2 separate regions of the Anser cygnoides genome follow, and region 2 is linked to region 1. The links are chromatin contacts, called in public Hi-C maps. All regions are on one chromosome and are shown on one strand. The core of a region is the stretch at or near the end of the contact, and the rest is flanking DNA. Distances in the headings are between cores, read along the strand shown. Region 1 holds the start of KDELR2 (KDEL endoplasmic reticulum protein retention receptor 2). Region 2 holds the start of EEF2K (eukaryotic elongation factor 2 kinase).

Region 1 (6,703 bases), core at 2,523-5,022:
TAAACTCAAATTTATTAACTAAAAGGCAAAGTGTTCCTTCAAAAAGAGAAATGAAATTCCAAACCTACCTAAAGCAGTGTTTTCTGAGAAAACACAGAAATTGGCAACAACCAATGTCAATGCACTTTCTAAAGTCTTCAACACAGTATACAGTCTGGTCCATAGTGGGTGAGACAGCTACATTACCTAGCAAAAGTGTTACACACTCACTACCTATGCTTTTTTTTTTTAAAAAAAAAAAAGAAGAGAATATTCAGCATATAATTTGACAGCCTCACAACTGCAGGTCACCTTTAACATTTGACAAATGACACTGAGAAAAGCAAATCAATTTTCAGGTAGTAATTCACAGCGCAAACAATCTAATTTGACTTGGAATGGATTAGAAAATACAGTCTGAACATGACAATGTCTGAAAGCAGAGGATTCTTCAAGTCTCATGAATTTCCTAATCATGACAGGAGAGTCAATAACAGAGTTACCTGCAGCATTCTCCACAGCTCCTGGTAATTATTTCTGAGCTGTTATTTGGAGTGGCGAACATTTTTTCAAATTCTAAATGTGGAAACTCAAATAACCACTCATGCAAAAAATTGTTGCCCTGCCAGCACTGAAATCACGACTTGATTTGCTTTCATTTGCTTTTCCTTGTTATCTTTTTAGCATATTGACTAAATTAGGAAAAAAAAGAAATAGATTAAGCTCGTCAAACACTGAAAACGCAGACTGTTTCATAACGCAAATTATCCTGGCCTCATCAGTTTTCTTCAATTAGAGGACTCGCTTCTTAGGGAAGGGAACGGGGACTGACACATCTTTTCAGAAAGCAGGAGCTCGCAGCAGAGGTACATGGGCTGCCTCCCGCTCAGCTCCAGCGGCTTTTACAGGCCTCCTAGCTCCTCCTGGAACAAAGGCCTCAGACACACACAGATGCAACTAGATGAGAGGAGTCGGCACCATGTGGTTTGCCAGCTCTTCATGGATCACAGCCTGCAGTTCAGCAATCATTTAGAAGCCTCTATTTATTTTCTAAGCTTCTACTGCTTCAGAAGCACACAGTTAAACCAGCTGCTGGTTTGCTCGGTTTCCTTAGTCACCAACAACCATAGGGCATACATTTATTTAATTTATAATCTGCTCTGCTGACCATGCAATGTAAAGGAATCGCATGAAGCCCTCTAATAACAGCATCAAGCAGCTGCTGAACAGTTACTGGCAACTAGTTAGGGGTTATTGTCGTGAACTTTATAAACGTATTTTATATGGATTTGTATTTATGAAACTTTTATCCTCAGAAACTGCAACTGACAACAACAAACCAGTACAGGAAGGAGCCCCCCCAAAACAGAACCCCATGCTCCTCAGGGGCACTGTTCTCCTAGCCAACTCATTAGGCCTACTGACACGAATACTGGAGGTACAATGAATCTGGACTTACTCCTAAAGACACAGGCAGAAATAGAAGACACCATGAAACAATCCCACTCAAAAAGTATTTCAGCCTTTTGCTGAGGAAAATGAACGAAGCAGGCTTTTCAACTGAACGAGTGCATGCAGGTACGCTTGTGTTGGAGGATGCTGGCTGATTTGGCGATGGGAAGAGCTGAGGGTGATACAGGCCCCTTTACTTCTCTCTGTTGCAGAAGGCAGTACCAAAAATGACTGCTATGATTCTTCTTCCCTACAAGTAAAATCCTAATAGCAGAGATCCTCAGTCATAACTGACCCAAGGAAAACAACAGATCACTTTTTAAACAGAAAGATGGGACTGGGTTATGCTGTACTACGCTGTGTAAATAATCTCGTGTACAAAGGTCACTTAAGAATCTCCTGGATAAAATGCTACCAGAATTTTAGTCTTGCACCAAAACTTCTCATTGTTCTTCTTCAGACAGTAAGACATGATTATTTTTCAGTTCGTTAACTCTTTAGTCATTTGTAGCCTTGATAGCGTTTCTCAAGTATGACGGAGGAGGAGAGAACTCCAGAGAAGAGTTGGGGGCCAGATCCTCTCCTGACAGACCTAGACAGAAAGCCTGATCCACCAGAGCCCGAGCCAGGAACGTTCATTTAGGGAAGAGCTCTTGGGCTCCCTGGCCTCAGAAATGACAGTTCTGCACTATCACTGTATGTAAACTGGGAAGTCATTTACTTGACACCTTCACGCATAAAGAAACGACTGTTCTAAACCAAAGTCCTTCATTTACTAGGGTTTTTCTTTTGCGCTACCAAGTGATTTGCAAAAAGCAACCTGACCTGAAAACATAGAGAACCTGTACTTCCTCTTACCTGTAAGCTGAATGAGATTTAATTTCCCCATTCTCAGTTCTTTCAGGTTGCAGCCTAAACTAATTCCTCATGTCCTTAACCAAATACTTCACAGATGCATCTGCTCCAGAGCGTACTTGCACGTTATTCCACGTCAACACACGGCCAACCGATCTGAGGCATAATCACTCTTCCTAGCAGATTCCTAGCACTTCTAGGCCTGCCAGCCTGATCCACCTAACCCACGCATGGTGCAGAAATGCCCCTTCGGAACCAAGCTCCTGGCTGTGTGCTGGCTGGAGCCGTGCAGCGGTGCAGAGACCTGCCTGCGACTCCCCCCGAGGCCGCAGCAACCCCGGCAAGCAGGCAGAGGGCACGGGGCGGTTAAGGGAGGACGAGGCCGAGGCCGGCCCTCCCTAGCCATGCCGGAGGCCGGGGCGCTGCTCGGTGGCCGCGGGGCTTCTCCCGGCCCCGAGCCCGGAGGGCGGCCGAGCCCCGGGGCCTCCCCGCCCCACCTTCCGCGGTGCCACGTCAGAGCAGGCCGACGAAGGCTGCCGGCCCCGGCCCGGCCTCGCTCCCTTCCAGCCGGCAGCACCGAGGCTGCAGAAGGCGGCGGCACGGCCCGGAGGGCGAACGGGCTCGTACCGGGGGTGGGAGCAGAGGGAAACAAAGGGGAGAAGGGAGCGGGGCCAGCCCGCCGGGAGCGCTGAGCAGCTCAGGGGGAAGGGAGGGAGGGAAAGTTCAGGAGCTGCAGCCTGCGAGCCAGCCGCTCCCATCACCACGTCGCCTGCAGAGCGGCGCTGCCAGCGACGGGCGTGCGAGCCCCGGGCCCGGCGCCCCCCCCCCGGCCCCATTCATTCGGCAGCGGCGGGGGCACGGGGCTGCCCGCCGGGACCGGCCGAGGCGGCGCTGCCGGGGGTTAATGCACGAAGAAAAGGCGGCCGTTGAGGCCGCGGAGGAAGGACAACCGCCGCGGCGCCCGCCCGGGGGTGCTCCCCGCTGCCGGGTGCGGGGGACCGAGGGGGGGCGCTGAGGGGAGCGATCGCCCCTCAGCACCCGCCCGGCCTCCACCGGGGGGCCTTGAGGGGGCGCCTCAGGCAGGCGCAACCCCCCCCCCACGACACCACCCCCGGCTGCTTTACCGCCGGCCGTCCCCTCCCTCAGGCAACGGGCGGCCCCTGAGGGGTTCCCCCTCAGCCGCCGCCGCCCGGGTCCCGCCGCCCTCCCTCCGGGGCCTGCCTCCCCCACACGCACCGGCGCAGGAGCGGCTCTTCCAGATCTTGAGCAGCAGGATGATGATGGCCGCCAGGTGGGACAAGTCCCCGGTGAGGCGGAAGATGTTCATGGCGGCGGAGCGGCGAGACGAGAAGGAGGAAGAGGAGGAGGAGGAGGCGCAGCCCGGGAGCCGGGGAGCGAAGATGGCGCAAGCTCAGCGGGCACCGAGCGACGTGGCCCGGGGACGTGGCCAGGCAGCGCCGCGCCCGCTGCACCCTGGGAAACGGGCGGGAGCGGCGCCGCCTCCCCCGGCCCGGCCCAGGCCCCGGGGCCGCCCTCAGCCCTCTGACGGGGGAGCCCCCGATCCTTTTTGTTTTGAGCTTTGTAGATGAGTGGATTTGAGGTTTTTCATCAGGCAGGAGCGGTATCGGGGCTGATGGCGCTCCCACAGCAAGCATGGTAGTGATAGCTGTAGTCGTAGTAGTAGGTCTTGGAGCTAATCTTCCAAGAAAAAAAATTCAAATAAATTGTTCCTAGCACCAGTAATGTTTCTGTAAGTTAGCATGCTGCACCTTTGCAGCCCAGAATCCCTGAACTTGAAGGAGGGCACCACTCTTAACAGTTGTCCAGTGTCCAGTCCAAAGAGTATCCCCTCTAATAACTCTCCACTGTTGTCTGTTATTTTTTCTTGCAAAGAAGCTAGGTATAGCTTTTCATTCCTGTGGGGACAGGAAGGGGATTTCCAATGATTGTGAAAAACACATACCAAAAGTTACCCTATCTAGACAGAGGTACTTTACTTTTTATAGCATCCCTGAAGAGTAAGTTATTTCTTAAAAATCTCATTTGACATTATCACACACGGTGTAGCATAAGAACCATGCTGTATAAAGTCCACAGAAAATTTCCCTCAGAACAGCATATATAGTTTGAAAACTTTATCTCATGACTAGGATAAGACAGGGAGATCACTTACCAATTTCCATCACAGGCAAAGCACTCAACTTAGGGAAAGTTAATTTAATGTATTGCCTGTTCTTCTCCCTTCCCTCTTTTTCCCAGGCTCAACTTGACTCCCCCAAAACTTGGACACCTTAATGCTTGAGAGTAAGTCCCACATCTGAAAGACAAAAGGATGTCGCTCCCTGTCGTGGTATTTAGCCTCTAACTGAGAGAGGCCAGAGCCTGTCCACAGCTCGATCTACCCTGCGGCATCCGCACTGACCTGGCTCCAGCCGTCCACAAGAGCTGGCAGCATTGCAGGTCAGCTCTAACTTCTGTGCAGCGTGCGCAGAAGATGAGGACAGAGCTCCCTGTGTTAACAGCACAAGGCAGACCTCAGGCAAGTCCAGTTTGGCTGCAAGTTTTACCCATAGGTTTAACATGAGAGCCCTCTTGTTTTACCAGTGATCCTATGGTTAACTGAAAAAAGGGCAGCCATGAGAACCACACAGAAAAGAATTAGGAAAAAATCTTTGCTTAGTTTAAATCTTTATCTCAGTGTTCTTCACTGGGTTTCTTTTTCTTCTTTACCTTCTTGGATTTCCAGTCCCTAAAAGCTCATTTTCTATCTTTCTCCTTTTCATTTCTAGTTTGCTTTCACGCCCCTCTTCTCAGGTCTATTTTCTCTGTTTCTTCATTTTCCTGGGGAAAGCCAGCAAAGCTCCTTTTCCATTCAGTAATATTAGATAGGTAAGCAGAGCTCCCTGGCAGTCTCAGGACAGGCTTGCCACCCCCAGGCAAGCTCAGCTTTCCCTGGCCCTTGCTGTTCACATGCCCCTTTTAACACCTCTGCCTGTCCTGGTATCCTGAGGTGCAGCTGTGCTCCCTGAGCAGGACAACAGGAAAATTCTGCAGAATCTCACTCCACTTGCCTAAGATACCTTGCACTCAGCAACAGCAAGTGAAATGGAGCAGTTCTCACCTTTCCTTGGCCCTTGACCAAAGTCTCCAGGATCCTGACATTCAATGTCACTGACTAGGCAAGAGAAAAAAAAAAATGTGGAAGGTGAGAAGCACATTTGATGCTCTGCTGGAGAGCCAGTGTTTCTCAAAGGCACTCTGGCAATAGAGCTCAGGGTACTGAAAGTAGTGCAAAGGACACCACAGAACTGGACATAGATTTTCCTAGGATGCAGTAAAGTACTAAAGTCCCATTTGTGCTGCCTGAAATCAATGCCCCATGAGAGGGGGATGCTGTGCAGTATAACACCTTTGCTCTACTTTGGTTTAAAGGATTAAAAACACTTTCATCACGGATGAAAGAAAATACCACCTGAGAAAGACAGGTATTAGAGCATGAAATACCACCTGGGACAAATATGCTGTCTGGGACAGTGGCATTAAGTGGATAGACTGTATATTTCTTAACCAGACGAAAGACTTCTTCAACATCTTTTCACAGTGGTTTCAGGAAGAGAATCCGTGTGAAGTTTTCCATGTACTTCAATGGACATTGGCTCAGACACTGACAGGCGTTAATATTATACTGTGTATTCTTCTGACCAGCTGAAACATATGCTACATTCCATGGATCTCTTCCCAAATAAACTTCAAATTTCTAAAACTGACCTACCCAGCTTGACAAGGGCCCAGTATAGAAATAAAGCACTTAGTCTTAATGATCACTGTTCTGAAGAGGGCCTGAAAAGAGTGTGCATCTCCCCTGAAACAGCTGAACATACTTATTTCACAGAAAAACTTGTGATTAACCCAAGCTATGGAAACAATTACATGGTAGGTAATAGGGTCCAATTCAGATAAACTACCTTACATATCAGCTTTCTTGATGACCTGGTAGAGAAATGATGTTTCATCTCTTTCAAAAGCTACGGAATCAATAATATTATGACTAGAATAAACAACAACTCTTATCTCAGTTTATGCAGTACATATTCAGAGCTTATTTGTGATCTAAGTTGTTTTCTGATATCTGATTAAATATTGAAACACATCAGGTCTCACTTGAAGATGACCCAGGGCATCAAACCAGCATGTGATTTTAACTAGAGCAAAGACTATTCTTTGGTAAATCAAAACAGTTCTTTTCTATACAACTGTTAAAAGTTCTTGAGGAAAAAGAGAAAAGAGTACCAGAAAAAATACCCTGCTGTATTTGTGATGAATTAGTATTTTCAGCAATTTTCTCTTCTCTTCTAGGAATTCACTCCTGTCCTCTCTCCCTTTTTTTTTTTCAGTAAAGATTTCAGATACTATGAGA
Region 2 (6,703 bases), core at 1,118-3,617, 170 kb after region 1:
AAATCCACCGAGCAACCACCTAGAAACGCTGTTTCCCCTGAGCAGCACTCAGCACCCCAAGCCGTTTGCCAACCCCACGCTGAGGCGGCCGGACACCCCGAAGCCCACCCCACAGAGCTCCCTGGGGGCGTATCGCGACAAAACTGCTACCCCCAGGCGAAAAGGAAGGAGCAAAAACACGAAAATACCGGACTACCGCTTCCAGGTCACCGCGACGCGAGCACCCACCTTGTAACGACTCCAGCCGGCCACGAAGCTGCTCCTTTTCTAACGCCGGCTGCTCTCACTCCCTCCAATCACCCGCTCCGCCTCACCCGGCCCCCCACGGAACCTACCGGGACCCGCTGCCCGCTCGGCTCGGAGCGATCCCGGTGCCGCCCGGCCCCGCGCAGCCGCCCTGTGAGGGCAGGCGGGAGGCGGGAAGCGGGGCCGCCCCTCGCTGACAGGAGCCGCCCGCCCGCCCCGCCTCAGCGACCCGGGCGGGCACCGTGTGCCCGCCCGCCTCTGCCCGAAAGGATCCGCAGCCAAACTGACGGGAGAAGTCTACCAGATACTTTTTTTTTTTTTTTTTTGAGAAAATGGTGAGAAATTGAGGGGAAAATCCCAGGTTCGCACCTTTAGGTGGTAGAGGCAGGGGGATCCTGAGCCTGAAGGGAACAGGAGGGAAGGCAGCTGTGCTGGGAACCAGCACTCGACCAGGAACCACCACAGCTGATGACAGGAGCTGCTTCCCCGTCCTCTTCATTTCAGTTTTCTCGGAGTTTGGAGCCAAAAGGCAGATTTCATGGGGCAGAGCCCCCAGGCTGCCCCCCCCCCCCCGCCAACTCCCTCAGGGGAGGCATGGAGCTGCTGTGGGCCGTGGGGGCTCCACGCACATGGGGTCAAGTCAAGTAGCACAGCATGCAATTTCCCTATAAGAAATAACAGAATTACGCTCCAGATTTCAAAATCCAAGGACCTCAAACCTCCTCAAAGCTTCCTTCCTATAAAACATTCACTTTCTGGGTTGAAAACGTCCATGGCTAAACTTTTCCTCAAGCTAGATTTTGGGGAGATTTTAAACAAGACTCCTCCTTTCATGGGTTATATGGAAATTAACATAAATAGGTTCTGGCTTAATTATATTCCTTGGCAGCCTGCTAAGAGGCTGCCACTCTTGTTGAATCTTGCATTCACATAAATAATCCTCAGCAGTGCTATTTAGAAAATATCTAAAACACTTGCTATTTAGCAAATAACACTACAAAAACAAGGGGGGACTACAAAACCAAGACTGGCCGATGTCAGCACGCCCACTGCGACAAACCAAGAGCCTGTGTTGGCATCCCAGGCAGGAGGAACGCACAGCCACCTCTCCCTGGTGGGCCTGGCAGCCAAAGAGGGAGGCAGCAGGCAGAAATGCTGCCAAGATCACCTTCAGGAGGAAAACTGCTGTTATTTCATCAGCAACACACAAAGCAAATTCCCTGACTCTCTGCCAGGCACTACCCCCCCCCCCCCCCCAAATTACTTACATAAATTAAACCAGCTTAATGCAAGGACTGGAGGAAGCAGCAGGTGCCTGCAGCAATGCTGCCAGCTGTTTGGGAGCACCTGCAATTTTGGCAATGATCTCCAGCGCTGTGCTGCGGGTGCAGGTTTGCGTGAGGACATAAAGCAGAGAGTAGCCTGAGCCGTTTCATGCCACCTCCCCGGGAGCGCTGCACTGGGCTGGGAGGAGGGTGGGCTCATCAGATTAATTGTGAAGGCCTGGCTGAGGCCAGATGCTGCGTTCCCACTGCATGAAAATGTGCGGTAATGGTTTAAAAAAGGTCACCAGCTGCTGCTGTAGGGTACTAATAACAGCCGAATACTGCTTACTGGTGTGATATATGAGCACAACCGAACAAGTCACAGCAGTAACAGTCTTTAAACACTTAATTTAAATACACAGCATCATTTTGGGACCCAGTGGCATATGGCTGTACTATGCTGTACAGCTGCATGAAGAGTGTTCTGCTAGGCTAGGAAGACAGTTGGATTACACTGGCTCAAGCTACACATTTTTCATAATTTTAAATGAGCCGTCTCTAATACCCTGGGGCCAGGCTGTACTGCTTTCCGGGTTTAAGTCTAGGGCTCCTCTTCTCTGTAGCAAACAATCAGTGATAACAAAAAAGTGATGAAATACAAAAGCAAAGCGTACATTAAAATTAGTCCACAAACGCTACATCCTCTAGGCTTAGTTTTCTGTTGGGATGTTTCATAATACACCCTTAATACGGTTCTGTTCAGAAACTGCCGTTTCAGTGAACAGCAGCTCTTGAAGGGAAGAAGGAAGGCACCCCCCAAACACTAACTTTCAGAGCAATGTTGTTCTGCGCCCACCTGACGGTCCGGGTGAGACACCGCCCGTACCTCCCTCCCCTGCTGCCTCAGAGGCCGTGCTGGCCCCGCCTGCCCCCAGCCACGAAGCCGCTGCCCGCGGGCGCAGCACCGGGCCCAGTGCCCCCAGCTCTGCCCATGGTCTCCCACACCGCCACCGCCCGCCCTCCTCCCGCCCTCCTCCGCCAACTCAGGGCTCGGGGCGGGCGACTCCAGGGCCACGTCTGCAGCCGCCGGGTGCCGGCGGGGAAGCGGCGCCACCTGCCGGGTGCGGGCCGGGCCGGGCCGCGCCGCCCCCTCCTGCCGCCGGGCCTGGAGCGGGGACGGGGGGCGGGCGGCGGCGCCCCCCGCAGCCCCGAGCCGGCGATGGCAGCGTCGGAGCGCCTGGGGGCGGTACCCGTGGAGGTCCCCGGGGAGGGGAAGGGTGGAGAGGGGAGCGGGCACCGGCCGGGAGCTCCGGGGGAGCGCCGCGGTAGCTCGGGACAGAGGCGGGCGGAGTGAGGGGCTGTAGGGGGGGGGGTAAAATGGCGGCGCCGCCCCGCTGAAAGAGGCCCGGCGGGCGATTGAGCACGCAGGCGGTAGCGTGGCCGAGTGGTCTAAGGCGCTGGATTTAGGCTCCAGTCATTTCGATGGCGTGGGTTCGAATCCCACCGCTGCCAAGAAGTTTTGGCCCCGCCGCGGCGGTGGCTCCTTTTCGCGGCCAGGCGCCGCCGGGGGCGGGCGGGCAGCCCCTGCAGTCAGGGGGCGGGAAGCTGCGCTGCGGGCGGGGACAGCGACCGCCCGCCGTGCGGCCCGGGACCCCAAAGACGGTGAGAAATGGCGACGTGGTGCCTGCTCCTGCCTCCCGCCCGGCCGTGCCCCACAGCCTGGGCTCCTCAGGTCTCCTTACCCCTCCTGCCTCTGCTTTTGCCTCTTTTCCCCCAGCGCTACAGGTGGGAAGGTGCAGAGAAGGCGATTCCTGGGACAAACCGGGCAGCGGGAGAGGCAGGTGGCAGCAGAGCCCTCCCCAGCCCTCCTGTGGTGAGGGCTTCAGCTGCGTGGTTATTCGAAACGCAGGTTGTTCGTTTTCGCAGCTACAGGGATTTGCTCAGTACAACTGCTGTCCATTACGAATTAAGTGCAAAACCTTAGTTGTGTCTAAAGTTTAGCTGCTAACTGACTAAACTTTGTTGTATAGCTATCGCAGTAAAGGAGGTAAAGGAAGCAGTACAAAGATTAGTGCAACCCGTAGTGGCAGATTCCTCTACAGCAACATAAATTATCTAACGTAGAATAATTAATAACTTTAAACTAAAATATGCACAGTTCTGACTCGTGAAAACCCATACCTGCAAGTATCTGACAGCCCTCTGCCCTGCCAGCAGGTCCTGCTGCTGGTCACTGCACCCCACAGTAGGACGGCAAAGTCTGCAGCAGCGTTCAGAGAGGCACAGCACCAAGTTCAGCAGTTTCAAGTGCACTTTTATTTTCCTTCATGTACAGTGATACAGCTAATTCACAAAATAAATTCACACAGTGTGAACTTCCCCTGTTCAGCTGGCTTGTGTTATTTACAGTGATACATTCTCATTGTTGGTCCCTTTGTGTGTTCCTCAGTTCCCCAAGGTAATGAACGTGGCAGCAGCTGTAGTCAACCTTCCTCCTTATTTTAGCCCTTTTTCTTCATTGGTGAAGCACTGAAGATTGGTTGAAGTTTCTGTTCCTTTTGCGGGTCCTCATGCACTTCGGCATTCAATTTGAAAAAATTGTTGGTGTGAAATACATAGGTTCAACAGTCTTGACTCCAGTGTGTTTCAGTGTTGATCTTTGGCCATAATTGTTTACAGTATTTTAATTTCTTAAGTACAGCTACTTATAGGCTACAATTATTATTTTTGTAGGATCTAAAATAACTGCCTGCTTATTGCATTGGGGGCAGTAAGTATTGTGGAGATCAAGGTGATCCATGGGTAGCAGTACTGTGACTGAGTATGTGCAGTTTATGCATGTCAGTGTTTTGTTTCCTTAAAAAAATGCAAAACTGAAAGGTCATCAAATCTTAAAGAAAGAAAGATCAAACTTAAACTAACAATTAACAAAAGCAAAACTTTGAGGAAGATGTGATCGTTCTGGGCTTCTGGTCTTGTTTTAATGTAATGGTCCACAGAATCAGCAAACACAAACTTCTCTGGCCTGTACCCTAGCTGATTCCGTGCCTTGTCTATTCGAAATGTATGAGTTATGGAAATATTCTGCACCTGTAGGGCAAAAGAGTCAATATACAAAGGTATGAATACACAGGAAATTCAAATAAAGTCTGTAAAGGGTAACAAAGACCCAGTTAGAGGAAATGTAAAATTAAAAAAAATACATATATATATATATATATATCAAAATCCTATTGAAATGTCACATTGTCTTTACAATTGTTCACTCAAGAGAAGTTTTGAAAGCCCTAAGAGGCAGGGAAGGCTGCAAAGCACAATATTCTACTCTTGAAAACATCCACAAAAAGCGTTCTGCACACTTGGTTATCTACCTTAGGATGCAGGTAAAAGCCGTCTCTTAGGAGCCTAAAGATCTTCAAAAATCAGGTCCCGACTGACCAGCCAAAGCCATACAGGATATTGGGCCTTGGAAGGAAGGAACTGATGAAGCAGCCTCTCCTAAATTGCAAGGCTATGCTCTTATCTTCTCAAAAAATATGGTGATGAGTATAAAATAATTGCCTAAAATGTACCTAATGCATACATTTGCCCTGGAATCTGGAAGCAGAAGATGTACTGGGTGGATTTTACTTCCTGCTGATTTAATCTCAAATTGCGCCTCAGTATTCACATGGTGTGTATGCATCCTGTGGGAATAAGGGCAGCTTACAAACAACAACTTTACCTCATTTCTGGTCAGCAGGGGGGACAGTTCAACAAATGGTTTCAGCATCAGATGAAGATACTCCATTATCATGGCTGCATAACAAAAGATTTCTACTTGAGGCAAGAATAATAAGTTGCTGTGCCATTATGATTTTGGTCTATCTCAACAACAAAAGGAAATCACATGTCTAACAGCTCAGGGCACCATTACTAACATCAACAGGACTACTTGCTTACAAGGAGCTGGATCTTTAATCAGCCTGACTTAGGGTGATTGTGTAAAAAGGGTTTAGAGGGTTGGTGACAGGGCTAGTACAAAGATCTTGAGACTTCATAAAAATGTGAGAAAAACGAACTATTCTGGATTGGATTCTTTTTTTCTTCCATGTGGGTTTTGATTTTGGGGGAGCATGGGGTACAGGAGTACAATAAATTAACCCCTGTAGGCAGAGCAGATACTCTAACATATTTCATGAAGTCATTGATTATTACATTCAACTTTTTACATTTATACCATTTACTCCAAAAAGTTATACATTTAGTAAGTCTTACAAAACAACCCCCCCATTATTTTAATGGCACTTAAATAACAGATCATTCTCATTTTAACACACTGCATAGAGCTGAACTTCGCTGATGCACACTAGATGAGGTCGCAGCATATTTTATACATGAAAATTAAAATTGTAGTCACATTAAGGAAAAAAACAACAACATTGTAATTTGGAGCAGGGGTACTCTGGGCAGGACAGAGAAATGTTGGTAAAGTATTTTTACCTGATGTATAAACCAAGGAAGTAGGAATACGTATCCATGGTTTACTGCAACCTAAACGTTCAAACTGAAAGAGATTTAAAAAAAAAAAAAGTGAAAAAAGATAAAAACAGAAACCTCAAAGAAGTTTTAAAGTTTCAGTCCAGAAGATATTTATGGAAGTATTTACTAATAAATCAGAAAAGTTAATAATTGCTATTAGTATTTGTTTTCATTTTCTAGGGTATTCTAGTTAAACGTCACTTGCAGACACTATGTAATTTTCAAGTGGCAGTCTTAAAAAAATATAAAAAAGGGATTATAATAATTGACCTAAATGTCATAGTATGCTGACACCTTATTTAACCTTGAGACATATTTATGGTTTTGAGCCCATCATTAACAGCAAAATGATCTTTTGAAAATATTTTATCTTACAGATTAATAATCAGTTGTTTTTTTTGTTTGTTTTTTGTTTTTTGTCCATGTTAAAACAGCCACTGTTAACATCTGAATGCCCAAAAAATGAGGATAATGGCTGTTCTAATGAGGATGCTGGCAAACATACCAAATACATCATATGCACACAAAAGCCAGAATTTTATATAGTCAAATAAGTTAATATATTTGGAGATAAATCATATATTGTACGTACGAGTGGAGTTAACCATTCAAAAAGGTTGAATTTTTCACCATCATTAATGAAATACACCTGACCACTCTGTTAAAGAGGT

Evidence for each region. Hi-C and Micro-C count contacts between places; a contact is called where the count stands out from the background.
Region 2: a Hi-C map of liver shows a contact between it and region 1, with 6 times the contacts expected there. The contact joins the promoter of EEF2K here to the promoter of KDELR2 in region 1. A contact is called at or near these places in 2 of 7 Hi-C or Micro-C datasets (both in liver).

The regions. Positions count from the first base shown.
Region 1 is chr15:7,920,894-7,927,596 of Taihu_goose_T2T_genome, forward strand. It overlaps KDELR2 (KDEL endoplasmic reticulum protein retention receptor 2), which reads right to left and starts at 3,773. Exons shown (of 5, transcript XM_048067534.2): 1 at 3,523-3,773. The coding sequence starts at 3,613.
Region 2 is chr15:8,089,366-8,096,068 of Taihu_goose_T2T_genome, forward strand. It overlaps EEF2K (eukaryotic elongation factor 2 kinase), which reads right to left and starts at 2,368. Exons shown (of 19, transcript XM_013177051.3): 1 at 1,515-2,368. It overlaps TRNAL-UAG (transfer RNA leucine (anticodon UAG)), which reads left to right and starts at 2,942; the gene lies at 2,942-3,023. It overlaps LOC106033566 (putative short-chain dehydrogenase/reductase family 42E member 2), which reads right to left. Exons shown (of 12, transcript XM_013177189.3): 9 at 6,625-6,690; 10 at 5,994-6,057; 11 at 5,236-5,309; 12 at 3,651-4,601. The coding sequence ends at 4,353.